3 separate regions of the Mus musculus genome follow, and all the other regions are linked to region 1. Evidence: chromatin contacts called from public Hi-C and HiChIP or PLAC-seq data. All regions are on one chromosome and are shown on one strand. The core of a region is the stretch at or near the end of the contact, and the rest is flanking DNA. Distances in the headings are between cores, read along the strand shown.

Region 1 (2,600 bases), core at 29-2,528:
AAATCTGACAGTGGTTTTTTTTTTTTTTTTTTTTTTTTCCTGAGGGGAAAAAACAAAAACCATTTCATCTCCCTTCATTCAGTCCCTGGGTTCCTGTTCCCTTTGCTTTTCTTCTTACCTCCCAGATGACTATCATTCCCTGAGAAAGACAGTCCCAGCTGGAATGAAGGATGGGAAAGGTTCTTTCTCCAAAGCCATGAGTCCTGTTTTGTGTTTTATTAGGCCAGCTCTCTATGAGGAACCCTAGTAGCCCAGAGGATGGGAGAAGAGAAAGCAAGCACAAGAAGAAAATATACAGTCTTTACAAAAGGTGTCAGGCAAAGAGAGGCTGCCAGGAGCCACAGAGTCTTCTTTAAGACAGGAGAGAAGTGAGTTGCATCTCACTGGAAAGATTCTCAGCTCGCAAAATATGTTCCACAAATCCATATAACCTCTCTCATCGCCTGCCCATTCCCAGTCAACTGCATGTATGGTGTGTGTGTGTGTGTGTGTGTGTGTGTGTGTGTGTGTGTTTGTGTGTACATGTGTGTTCAGTAGTCAAGTGTGTTCCTATGCACTAGCAATTCCCTGATACCTTCAAAGAGACTGGATGGTAATGGATTTTCTTTTTCTTATTTTCCCTCCCTCCCTCCTTCCTTCTCACCCTCTCTCCCTTCCTTCTCTCCAGTAATTTCTTTCTACCACTTCCTTCCCCTATTTACCTCAGGTAAATTTTAAACAGTAAAATGCATCTGGAAAAAAAAATCGTCCCAGCGATCAGCATTTTCCTTTCAAACATTTGGTTTGGTAAAATACGCCTCTTCTCGTCCGGACAAATAGGACCTATGACTTCTGTGTTAGCCAGTGCACGGTAATGCAGTCTTGGTAAAGCCCTGTGGTCTTAGCCGGTATTAACTAAGGGCTGCAGGGTTTTGATTGTTATTTCTTGGGAGGAAGAGTGACTGTGAGATGTTTTAGGGGGAAAGGCCACTTAGAGCAAAGGGTCTGGCCCTTTCTCTGAGTTCTCAGAGCAATCAGTTGGGATTCCCTCAAAGGAAAGGGGCCTTAGGAGATGAGTCTCGGCAATGGTTCTAAGTTACTCCTTGACTTGAGAGGAAGAAGGAATCCGGTACAGGCATGTTGCAATCGGTTGCTGGAAACCAGGTCTGAGCGTGAAGTCTCCTGTGCTTGTGAAAGGGGTCTGGGAAGTCTGTTGGGCCTAGCAGGCCCCTCCCCTGGGCTGCATGGATCCGCCTCTCTATTCCCCAGATAAATTCTTAGTGTCCACCAAATTCCTCGGCGCTCTTTCACTCTCCGTTAAGGCCAGGACTCCAGTGGTGGGGAGATAGAGCACTGGTTTCCCTGTCGCGGGATCCCTTGTGATCGTTTTCCACGACTCTGTAAAGGGAAAGCTGGGGGACGGGACTGCCAGATCCCACCTCAAACCCAACACACGAAGTGGCAGCTCCAAACTTTTGAGACCCTTTCGTTTCCGTTTCAGCGTCTCTCTCTCCCTCCCTCCCTCCACCTCTCTAAACATGTCCACTGGCTCCCTCAGCGATGTAGAAGACCTTCAAGAGGTGGAGATGCTGGACTGTGACTCCCTGAAAGTGGACTCCAACAAGGAGTTTGGAACTTCCAACGAGAGCACCGAGGAGGGCTCCAACTGCGAGAACGGGTCTCCACAGAAGGGTCGCGGTGGCCTAGGCAAGAGGAGGAAGGCGCCCACTAAGAAAAGCCCGCTCAGCGGGGTCAGCCAGGAGGGCAAGCAGGTCCAGCGCAACGCGGCCAATGCTCGTGAGCGGGCCCGCATGCGGGTGCTGAGCAAGGCCTTCTCCAGGCTCAAGACCACCCTGCCCTGGGTGCCCCCGGACACCAAGCTCTCCAAGCTGGACACTCTCAGGCTGGCGTCCAGCTACATCGCTCACTTAAGGCAGATCCTGGCCAACGACAAGTACGAGAACGGTTACATTCACCCAGTCAACCTGGTGAGTCCTCCCGCGCCTCTGGCTGGGCCTGGGGACGCGGGCGAGAGCGTGACTCGTTAAATCGCCGCCCTAGCATCTCTGGGAACCTCCGCGCGGGCTCCACGCAGCGCCCTGGCTCTCTGCACCAAGCGCCCCGAGCCCGCGAGTGATTTGTGCTAGGGTTTGACGTGGCACCCCATTAAGGGATTTCCGAGGGTATTCAGTTGGCAAAGACCAGGGATCCCCGCGCAGGGTGCCATTTCCTCTGTCGTGAAACTGAGCAGACGCTGGGCACCCAGAAGACCTATCTTACTTTGTCTCTTTTGGCTAAGAGCAAACTTGAGTTCCCCCTCCGATTCTTATAAGCACCTAAGTCAGTTCTTTCCGCTGGTATATTTAGGGCTATTAAATGCAGACATATTTATGTTCTTCCACCTCCATAACTGTCTATGCAAATCCCCCCCCCCCCCAGCTACTTAAATATTCTGTGTTTGGCTAAGTAGATTACCATTTTAAATCCCAGAAATTCCAGCCACTGTCAACGCAATCAGTAAATCCGCTCAGGTCCTAGTACTGGACAAAATAACAGCCATGGGTTCTACTACCAGTCACAATGAATGAGCCTAATTTTTGAAAAGCAAGTGCTGGTTCCTG
Region 2 (2,600 bases), core at 56-2,555, 230 kb before region 1:
CTTAGTGAAAGAAAACTGTACTGTTTATAGAGAAACAAAAATGTAACAGAGCAACTGGGGTCCAACTAGCAAGTCCATCTGACAGGACAGGTTTCCTTCATAGGAGATGCTTAGTGGATCATTGTCGGATGAGACATTGTATGAGAGTCATAGACATAAGGCAAAAGCAGTGACTTGTAGAAATCGTATTAGAAAAATATCAGAACTGAGAGCAATGGCAGGTGTACACAGGAAACATTGGGCCTTGTACAGGAAGTGCAGGACCTCTCACAGGGTGCCAACCCTGGGAGCTGTGGAAGAGGGATGCAAAGTTATCAGATGTGAGTTGAAGTCTTCTTTATATAAAACTGCAGGATGTAATGAATTTGTTTTGTGTTGTTTGAACCTTTTCTTCCCTGATAGAACCAGAAAGCTGCATGAAAACTCATCAATTCTCTGCACTTCTGAGAATGTATGATCCCAGGAACACAGCTGAGCAACTGTAGTTACTCAAATCGGGAGGGGAAAGGGAGGGTGGGGGTGGAGAAGCTCCATGGGAAAAATGTAATAGTTTTAATGTCACTGCAAGACGTCTTGCTGATGTTTTAGCTACGGATTAAAAAGAAAAGAAAACTAGAAGAGAAAAGCGGAGGTTGTGTCCAGGATAAAATGAGTCATGGTTTAACGACTAAACAGAATCTCCAGATTATAGGAACACAAACGCACTCATGTCAAGATTTGTGGACCTGGACCCCCTGCACTCGACGATGGCTGCCCAATAGGCTTTCTTTTTTTACTAACAAACCAATTTTTGCTTTTCTTTTACTACAGTAATTGTTATTCTTGTAAAATGATCTTTGCAAAGTAGCATTTTCCTAGTCTTTGTAACCTCATATAAGAAAACACCCATATTTCTCTTGCCATTATCACAGAGGACGGCTGCCTCCCAACTTCAGAGAGAACAAAGTTATAGTCTTCTGAATACATGGGTGGTAGTTTGAACTTGACCTAACACAGTCAAGCTTACAAGTAGCCTAACTTCCAGAAAGAATGCCTGAGCTCAAGGTAGAGATGCTATATGGTGCTCTACTGTGGGGGTGGCATGAGTTTTCCAAAATATCTGGGAGGTAGGCAAGTCAAAGATGGCTGTAAGGACCAATCACTGTTTCTGATTTCGTATTTTCTATACATTAGTGAAAGAGTTAAACAACATGTTTGAAGGGAACGTTTAATAACAGAAGACATTTATGATGTTTACTCAATGTTCTGGACCATTAAGCATCAATGACATGAGTTATTGTATGTAATATCTGGCCAAAAATCTTCGACCAGGCTGCATTTTACAACTCTCAGGGCTGCCAGCATCCCAATTTAAAATAGCAATCTGTGGTCAGACCCTTGTTTTCTCAGAGGACTTTGGATTTGAAAGGATCTCGTGTTGCCAGAAAGTACCTTTTGAAGTTTACATTAAGATGGATATTTATTTATTTTTTGCCTATAACAATGACAGTGGTTGAGATAAACTGTTTAATTCTAAATAGAAAACACATCTGCTGTGTCTGCATTGTTTGTGGTTGCTGGAGGGGTGACAATTTAAACCAAGTAGCACACATGACATTTTAAGTGAGATGCCGCATGACGGCTCGCAGCTGCTAACGTTGTCCTCTTGTGCTCTGAGTGGCCCAGTGTGGGTGCCCGAGTCAAAGTTCCCCGTAAGTGAGCCTACTGTGCATGGGTAGCCAGTGCCTTCTGAGGACTCAACCCCATGGTTTCCCTAGTTACACTTACGTGTCAATTTATGCAAATAAACCAATATGTATTTTTTCACCCTTGTTTGCTGTTCGTTTGAACATATAGAATGTATAGATTCATCTGGAAAGTGGACATCTTTGTACCCTTAAATTCTTCTATAAATGTTCCTCATGCTTCATAAAAATTTCAAAAATATATTCACATAGTACTGTACAATTCTTGTTACACCTAGTGCCTATGTATTGAAAAAACAGCCATTTTGAATTGGCTGTAGCCTGTAATATGGACCTTCCTCCTTTTTTTCTTTTTTTGTATGAAGTGGAATTAGTGACTTGACTGTCAGTTTCTAACCAGTAGGCTGACTGAATCTCCTATTATGTTATGCTTTTCAGTTCATAGGGATAGAAGGGCTTGTGTAAGTTATGATAATGTTGCTTTCTATATTATAAATAAGATATGCATTTAGTTTTATTATTTTTCGGTCAATTATCTAATACTGTCAATGCACTATTTAAAATGATTGCAGTACTGGGTATTGTAATCAGTTTTCTGATGCCGTTACAATACTGAAGGTAGTCAACTTAGATTGGGTAAGATGTATCTTGACAGGATCCTTCTGCTTATATCACCCAACTCCATCACTCTGGGCCTTGGCCGATGCTGATCTTGAAGGTGAGGCCATGTACCGTGGTGGGCCATGCAATGGTTCAGGTCCTGGCAAGCCAGATGTGACCAACAGAGAGAAGAAGCAAGGCCACCTGGTTTCCATTGTCCCCTGTGAAGCCATACTCACAGTGAGCTAATCCTCCCAACACCACTCCTGACTGCGCAGGTTTCTACCACCTCCAATAGTAACCCAGCTGGGAATA
Region 3 (2,600 bases), core at 27-2,526, 160 kb before region 1:
AAACAATCCAGCCCCTCTGCTGCCCTCATTGCCCCTCACATGTCAATCTACACACTTACTTCTGTACAAAGCGATTCGATTCTTCAGTCTCTCAGTGCTCCTTCTCCCCATAGGTGCTAGACCATTCCTTCTAAAAAAGGATATAGGAATCTATTTAGTTCTCTCTGTGATACATCACAAGCACCTAGAATGGCATCAGGTACACTATAAATACAGAAATAAAGACTGTTTGACTCTAAATCAGAAGCTAACATCTCAATAAAAGTTGGTAAAGGTTGGAATGAGGTCCAGTGGTACGGTACCAGAGCAACATGCATGAAGCCCTAGAGTTGACCTTCAGTACCACCATAGAAAGCGAAAACAATTCTTCCTCTCATGGTGTTGGTGGCCACTTCCTCTGTTTTACCAGACATTCTCATTACCTTGTGGTCACCAGCAGTGGCAGTATTGCCTGTGAGTGATGTCAAGCTATCACTTGGCGTTTTCTTTAGTGCGAGTCAGCATGCAAGAGTCTGTTCTCCGGTCCTCCCAGGTCTGAGTGCAGGAGTCTGTTCTCCAGTCCTCCCAGTAATCACAAATTAACACAAATCACTTTGGCTTATTTTCTGCTTCAAGCAGTCACCCTGAGCTTCTAGGGATCATTTGCCATACACTAAGAGCATGTAGAATTGATCTTTCAAGTACGTTGGAGGGCACTGCCAAGATGGTTTAAACAGCATTGCCAAACATCAACAAGGAGAAATTACAAAAGAGGAGTACCACCTAAAGAGCTGTCGCTGACTTGTGCAGATGTCGTAGCTGACACAGAATCTCAGAATACAGAACACCTCAAAACCTCAAGATATAACTGTTCTTCTCTTCTGTCACCAGAGAAGTGTCCTTCTTTAAACTCCTCTTGATAGAACTGGCCAGGAACACTGCTGTGGAAGGACATTGCATTCCCAGCACAAATCCATATGGTTTGTGAGTTCTGTTCCCTGTGACACTTTTATGAAGGTTATGTGTATGTCCCCGTTCATCTTCATTCTCCTGGTGCTAATTGCTGTCTCTTGCGCTCTGCTACTGTGTATGGAGACCACGTGCTGCCCTGACACTGCCCCAGCTGTGGTGTGCCACACGACCCTGCTGTCCTCAGATAGGAACCTGCTGCTGCCTAGCCACAACAGCTGGAAGTGTTCTGCTCTGAAAGAAATTATGACACAGCTGACAAGTCCAGGGACTGGGTGGATTCTCTAGGGGAAGCCTGTGACAACTAAAAGCCTCCCATGTCCTGTTGGATGTGGGTCTCATGTCTGGAGCTGATAGTGAGGCTCCACGCAGACACTTCCTGCAAGGGAAGTCATGTGTTGCAGACAGCAAGATTGACACGGATCCATTTTTGTGAGTAATCAACACTTCTCAGTCACTCATTCCTCTTTATTAAGAGTAGAGAGAAAGAAAAGGCGATGATACCGAAATTCTTCCTTTATTCTTTATCATCCTGGGATTATATTTTTACACATATATGAATGTATATGACCTCTTTGTGACTTAGAAAGTATCTCCAATAAGATTGACAGTATCAATAATAATTGATTCCTTTATCCTAATCTACCATGCCTCTCCCTACCACTAAGCTAACTATTATCTACAGTTTTATGTTTAAAATTGTCATGCTTTTAAGAATGATTCCATTATTTAGGTATGTATGTTTAAACCACAAAGTGTTCAGTTTCTGAGTTTTTCAACCACAGTATCACGCTATCTATAGTTTTCTGGGATTTACCAGGTTTTTGTGGCTGTCAGTCAAATACCCCAATGAAAACAACTTAGGAGAGAGAAGGCATTGCTCCTGTTTGTTGTTCCAGAGAGATAAACTCAGCCATGGTATGAAAGATATGGTGGCAGGAGCACAAGACAAGCTTGTTCTATTGCCAGAGCAGTCTGAAGGCAGACAAAACAGCAAGGAGAGCCACCCTTTGTGATGCTTCCTCCACCAAGGCTTCCTCATCTTCTAAAGATTCCATAACTTTCCCAAGGAGGTGGGAGCCAAATGTGCAACTGTATCCCTCCTATGAGGGGCATTCCATATTCAAACCACAACACCATGTCTTCACTTAAACATTTTCTAGGTGCATTCACATGTTCCTGAAGGTCGGGGATCCCTCATTTGGACCATTGAGCTCAGTAGGCTTCTGTATGACTGGACTAAAACGTACCTGGGTCCCTGCCATGGTGTGCTCTTTCTGGTGCTCTGAGCACACACCTTTGGCAGTTGGTGCGTGGCTATTGGTTCAGGAGATTCGTGAGTACCTCCAACAAATGGACTGCTTTGGATGAGCACGTGTGTGTTTCATTACTTTAGAGAGAGAATTGCCTTTCCAAATCAGTTGTTCTATCCCCAGCATTGTCTCAGGTCCCATTCATCTATATTCTTTCAACACTTGACTCATTTAAATACTCAGAATGTTTCTTTTGAGGGAAAATAATAGTTTGATGTAATGAAACCTTTGACCCTTGCTGTGACCGTGAAAAGAACCAACAACAGGTAGTTAGTGCCTTCCTGGGCCTCCAGCTTCTCCTAAACCAATGCCCTTAGCTCTCCTTTGCCATGTAGTCAC

The links. A called contact is a pair of places that touch in the nucleus more often than the background predicts. HiChIP or PLAC-seq counts read pairs in DNA pulled down with a chosen protein or histone mark.
Region 2: a contact with region 1 is called in a Hi-C map of uterus, with 3 times the contacts expected there. The contact joins the enhancer-like site here to the promoter of Tcf21 in region 1. A contact is called at or near these places in 14 of 39 promoter capture datasets (the 3T3-L1 cell line, the C10 cell line, cranial neural crest and 7 more), 3 of 484 Hi-C or Micro-C datasets (all in uterus), 5 of 115 datasets of contacts at active chromatin or transcription factors (craniofacial prominence, embryonic forebrain, forebrain and 2 more) and 3 of 9 other capture datasets (embryonic stem cells, macrophages and pancreatic islet).
Region 3: a contact with region 1 is called in an H3K27ac HiChIP or PLAC-seq map of heart atrium, with 7 read pairs. The contact joins the enhancer-like site here to the promoter of Tcf21 in region 1. A contact is called at or near these places in 2 of 39 promoter capture datasets (3T3-L1-derived adipocytes and stem cell-derived epiblast-like cells), 3 of 484 Hi-C or Micro-C datasets (all in uterus), 3 of 115 datasets of contacts at active chromatin or transcription factors (cardiomyocytes, embryonic limb bud and heart atrium) and 1 of 9 other capture datasets (embryonic stem cells).

What each region holds. Positions count from the first base shown.
Region 1 is chr10:22,818,821-22,821,420 of GRCm38.p6, reverse strand. It overlaps Tcf21 (transcription factor 21), which reads left to right and starts at 1,278. Exons shown (of 2, transcript NM_011545.2): 1 at 1,278-1,967. The coding sequence starts at 1,518. All of the region lies in intron 4 of Gm10824 (a long non-coding RNA gene), which reads right to left.
Region 2 is chr10:23,051,621-23,054,220 of GRCm38.p6, reverse strand. No RefSeq gene overlaps it. Among named protein-coding and RNA genes, the nearest start is that of Gm35179, 50 kb to the right of the region's middle. Within about 2 kb of position 1,305, at least 3 of the 459 cell types and tissues checked have an H3K27ac peak or open chromatin away from gene starts, as enhancers often do. A contact at or near this core is called in uterus, where this site is marked.
Region 3 is chr10:22,980,592-22,983,191 of GRCm38.p6, reverse strand. Gm35126 (a long non-coding RNA gene) reads right to left here. Exons shown (of 3, transcript XR_380184.2): 2 at 60-130. Among named protein-coding and RNA genes, the nearest start is that of Gm35126, 5.5 kb to the right of the region's middle. Within about 2 kb of position 1,276, at least 8 of the 459 cell types and tissues checked have an H3K27ac peak or open chromatin away from gene starts, as enhancers often do. A contact at or near this core is called in heart atrium, where this site is marked.